Linked DNA regions of Zea mays: region 2 is linked to region 1. A link is a contact called in public Hi-C data. All regions are on one chromosome and are shown on one strand. Each heading gives the region's core, a stretch centred on a gene start, on an enhancer-like site or on the middle of the called end of the contact. The rest is flanking DNA. Distances are from core to core; before and after follow the strand shown.

Region 1 (2,616 bases), core at 86-2,585:
CTAGAGACCATATTCGATAAAGATGATCAACGTGCCTGCCTGCCTGCAAAAGAAAAGAAAAAACGCAATCACCCTCTGAAAATTACATCGTGCCCTGATTGATTTACCAGCAGCGTGGAGATGATGAGAACTATACAATCCACAAGATGGGCATATTTTGTCGTATTTTTATAAATGGGCCCAGCGCGCATCTATCTTCTAGGATCCCGTGAATCGTGATCTGCATGTGTGGCAAAGAATACGGCGTCGTCTGCACTCCCACGTGATCCCGGCCGGCCGGGATGGTTTGGTCGTGACCATAACCTTTTTCATGCCACATTTTACTCGTGACATGGTTTTTTATCAAACCGTTTGATTTCTTGTCACGTTTGTCACGGTGCAGGATGTGAGATTCGAACCCATGGCCTGATGGTAGAAGGGCGGGAGACACCGATGAAACTATCTAAACAGTAGAACATCATGCTTAGGTGTTTTTAATATTGAATATAAATTGTATATACATGTATATACGTTTTTTATAAGATAAAAAATATAATCGTGTCGGTCCGGGCCGGGCCAATACTACGGGCTGAGGCTACAGCCCAAACACGACACGACGTTCTTGGCTTTTGCAAGCATTATATCGTTTCTGATACCACATTGGTGCAATGAACTCTATGGTGTTTGAGGTTCCTGAATTGGATGGAGACACAATGATTTGTCATACCAACAGTAAAATGAAAGGTTGTTTGTTGGTTTTAAACGTTAGTAATTGCTACAAAGTAGCATAATTTATATAGAGCGCATCCAATTTTTATTGATGCCCGACTTTAGCAACCACTTCATATTTTGATCTATCTTTTTATAAGTTTGAGTTCATGTGACTTATTTTAGAAACTTGAGCTCAGAAACTTTCTTTTATTTGGTCTTTGTACGGTGAAATTATGTCATTCTATAATCTATGTTTCGTTCAGTCAGTCGTTGTGAACTCTCTTTTAATCGCCCACTTCATTGGTCGTGTTGTACCAAGATATATTGGATGTAGTAAACAATAATATCAGTTAGCCAAATCAAAAAATATTATACGGAGAGCATAGATGATCAATAAAAAATCTTATGATTTTTTTGGTGGATAGTTTACGTGGGTATTAATTGTCGTAGTATATATATAATTTGCTCAAGGTTTGAAGTTGTAAATTACCGCACCAATGCAATTATGCAAACAAGAAGCAGGAGATGACGTACGGCCGGTCTCAGCTCTCCGGTAATAGTGAAGTGTGGTCACAACACCATGCTGCTGCTATAGATCTAGTAGATCTTTGTGCACTGTATTTGGATGACGCTTCACTACCGCACACACTACATGCCTCCTTAGCTTGAGTAGCTTTCTAGGGCAGTTGGGCCAGCTCCACCCCAACACTGCACGTTTGTCTTGTCTCCACAAATATATAAACGATTTTCACGGGGGTACCAAATTTAAATACAAAACTTAATTGTCAATTACAGAGCTGTATAGACTTTTGAGATATATAACTTTGGTTTGGCCAGTTTTTTCTTTTATTTGATGTCGTTTAAAAAAAGATCGAATTTTTAGATGTGAGAAAAAAGAAAATATAATCCTTTTTTAGAGATAGATGATTTTGAATAATAAAAAGGTGTCAACTTATACAGAGTTATATAATTTCGTGGAATCTATATATAACCCCTTTGCTGCAACGTCACATGTCAATCATCGTCGTCGTCGTCGTAGTAGTAGATCTTAGTGCACAGTGGCGGCAATGCAATGATCATCATCTTCAATTATTCTAATCCACAGTCGTTACTATTTATTTGCTTTTGTCGACTGTAAAATGAAAGCTAGGTGGTGGTGAGGTCAGGTCATATTTGAATGATCACAAAAGGACATATAGCATACTCCATAATTGGTGATCATATACGACCATACAGACAAAGATGGATCGATCAGTGTTGTCTTTTTCATGACGCACTGGCATTACGGGTCACGTTCATTACTTTCTGGACATGCCCCTAGTATAGTAGCTAGTGTATATAGCCAATCCCTCATGTGTGGCTGGTGCATCTAGCAGCTCATGTCCCATCCTCCTCGAGGCTAGCTAGGGGACCCAGCCATTCACCGGGGCAGCAGGCGGTCACGTCGTAGATACGAATCTTTGTGGGACAAAAGATTGTTCAGATATTTTTATTTCCACGTGGATTAGGTGTGATTAAGATATATTTTAACTTGTTATAAATTTAAATCTGATCAATACCATTTAATCTACATAGAATCATATCTAAACAAATAAGCCCTTATATAGAACAATTAAAGTTATTGCACGAGTTCGTTTTGGATTTCGAAACGTCTACCTCTACGTCATGCATACGTACGTACGTTAATATGGTTTATAATTACTCACAGATTTTATGTGTGTTCCCTATTATACCATTAAACTAAACAACGCCCAGTCATATTCTAAACTAGGCTATTCTCAGCGAAAGTTTCATAACGCTCTTTCCAAAGCTTCCACACCATCGAGAGAGTGACATGAAGAATTGTACTTCACTATTTCATAGACCAACCGTACCAATTAAAATGATGCAACCGAATGACCAATACAAGTTAGTAAAATATGTGAA
Region 2 (2,616 bases), core at 59-2,558, 230 kb before region 1:
GATATGCCGAAGCCAACAGCAACGGGCTTGTTAGTCACCTTCTTAACCTCCTGGATGAGTGACTCCACTCGCGGGTTCACGTTTGCGCGAGGACCTGTCACTCCGTTCACGCTCACCTGCAACGTTACGCCCTAGCTAGTGTTAGTCATCGTGTTGTCGTCGTCGTCGTCGTCTGTGCAGAAGCCTCCATGTATGCATGGGGCTGGAATAATGAGTACGTCCTCCATCTATATATACATATAACTACCAGGTAGACGAAGCCTTCTGAAGCCTTGGTGATCTCCTTCATCCTGTCTTCTGGTATGGCTGGTGTTGTCAGCAGCACCTGCATATGCTCCTATTATATATAGCTAGCTCGATCTAGCTACATAAATCATCACATGCATCAACTTAATTCAACCTACCAGCTCCAGGTTGTTGTTCTTGGCTTCACTCCACAGCGAGTGCGCGGCCACGTACGGGAGATCAGGCACTATAAGACCTGTCAGTAAAAAAAAAAACAAAAATCATCACATGAATGGACTACTATAAATTAATTAATTGAAGGGGGATCGGAAGAGCTAGCTATAGTTTACCGTGGACCCCCGCCTCTTTCATCTCGGCCAAGCTGCGAGACATGATGGGCTTGTAGTAGGAGAGGAGCACCACGGGGCACGACAGCTCCGGCGTCACCTCCCTGAGCATCTCCAGCACGGCGTCCATGGTGGTGCCGCTGGCCAGAGCCCGCGCCACCGACGCCTGGATGATGGGCCCGTCGATGTAGGGGTCCGAGCAGGGCACGCCCAGCTCGATGACGTCGGCGCCACAGCCGTCCAGCAGCCGCAGCGCCTCGGCCGTCGTCGCTAGGTCGGGGTCGCCCGCGGTGATGTACGGGATGAACGCCGTCTGCATGCAGCCGGGACGGGATCCACACACGCACCGACGATGATCTGGGTGTTAGCTAGCTAAAGGCTAAAGCACGTGTGTGTGTCCGCGCCTATGCGCAAAATAACGACGACGAACCTTGCCCTTGGCCATGAGCGCCGCCATGGTGTCCGACACCGGACGGCTCCTCCTCTCGGCGGGTGCCGCCGCTTGCTTTGGCGGCACCGGCGCCGGCGCCGGCGCCTGCGGCGGGGCGGCGGGAACCGTGACAGCAGCCGCAGCAGCTCTAGCAGTGGTGGTGGTAGTGACGACGACGGCCGCGTCGTACCTCCGTCTCGGTGTTGCGGTCGACGACATCCGCCTCAGGAGCAGCGGCGGCGACTGAGCTGCCTGCAACGCCGAGGAGAGCGAGGAGGAGGAGGACGTTTTGGGCGCGAAAGCCATGTCGCTTCTGTGCAACAACCTGTCCGTTCGTTCCTCCTTCGTCGAGGTTGATGAGGCTGATGAGTCGAGTCGCGTCTAGCTGCCTCGTTTATAGCAAGAGCGGGCCTCTGCATGCACAGCAGGGGCAACATTAGCTTGCTTTGCTTTGCTTCGCTTGTCTCGAATATAATTAATTAATGGGCTCGTAATCTAAATATTAATATTTTTTTTTGCTCGGAAACATACTAGTATCAAAGTTTATTATATGCTAAACAATATTACAACAAAAAGTAACAATAATTATAATATTTTTTTAATAAAACGAGCATCGGTGGATAAAAAAGTCAAATGAATTATAAATTGGAACGAAGAATCATTTAATATGTGTTATATATATATGATAAAAGATAATGAAACATGCATGCGAATAAAGAGAGAAAGCTTTCTCTATCTGGACGCATGGTGTGTGCTGTTCAGCAATCGTCATAAATGCTTTATTATCTCTCACACAACCACAGCAGTAAAATATCTCGGTCCCATCCCATGTGAGTGAATCTCACCTCACGTAGTATACGTAGGAGTGCCACATGGCTGGCTGGCAGTGGCCAGTGTGGCTGGATCGATGCTCGGCTCGGTCGCAAATGGAATATACTCTACACTACAGGATGGAGGAGCGTTGGCCCGTGGGCCGTGGTGGACAACGAAGAACACGATGAGATAGAAAAGGGTCCCGCTGCCAACGTGCTAAACATTTCCGGTTTTCAGCGGTTTGGTGCTCGCGAGCCACTTTAAATGGTGCACTTTAAATGTTGGTGGGAGGTGATTTTAATATCTTAACCAAATATGAGGATAAGAACAAATAGATGGAGCACTTTATTCAACTCTATAATTGAGCTGCACAGTTTGATAGAGTTGGAACTGATGAATAGTCTATATACTTGACATCCCAACACATTTGAGAAGTTGGGTAGATTCCTTTGCTAGCCCATAACGAGACTTGCAGTACAAGAATATTGTTGTCTCTGGGCTAAATATGATTTTTTTTTTCTGGTCATGTTCCCATGTGTCTTAGCACTGACTCTGTCCCAACTAAGAAGAGGGACTTTAGATATGTGAGCTTTGCTGGAGGCTCAGACCTGACTTTAAAGCAGAAGGTTTTTTGAAAGCTCGTCCTTACCTGTGAGGAGCAGGAAATGTATCGATGTTTGGAAAGGAAAAAAACAAAAAAGATTGAACAAAAAAATGTTGAAAGGATGGAATATAAATGTCGAAGGGAAATATAAGAAGTTCAAGAAATACCTTATGGATAACATCGATATCCTTGAGAAA

The links. Hi-C and Micro-C count contacts between places; a contact is called where the count stands out from the background.
Region 2: a Hi-C map of leaf shows a contact between it and region 1, with 2.8 times the contacts expected there. The contact joins the promoter of LOC542117 here to the enhancer-like site in region 1. A contact is called at or near these places in 4 of 25 Hi-C or Micro-C datasets (all in leaf) and 1 of 3 datasets of contacts at active chromatin or transcription factors (leaf).

The regions. Positions count from the first base shown.
Region 1 is chr4:3,879,625-3,882,240 of Zm-B73-REFERENCE-NAM-5.0, reverse strand. No RefSeq gene overlaps it. Among protein-coding and RNA genes, the nearest start is that of LOC100382554, 11 kb to the left of the region's middle. Within about 2 kb of position 1,335, at least 18 of the 20 cell types and tissues checked have an H3K27ac peak or open chromatin away from gene starts, as enhancers often do. A contact at or near this core is called in leaf, where this site is marked.
Region 2 is chr4:4,105,696-4,108,311 of Zm-B73-REFERENCE-NAM-5.0, reverse strand. It overlaps LOC542117 (benzoxazinless 1), which reads right to left and starts at 1,308. Exons shown (of 6, transcript NM_001111749.1): 1 at 1,003-1,308; 2 at 576-885; 3 at 405-481; 4 at 248-325; 5 at 1-116. The coding sequence starts at 1,308.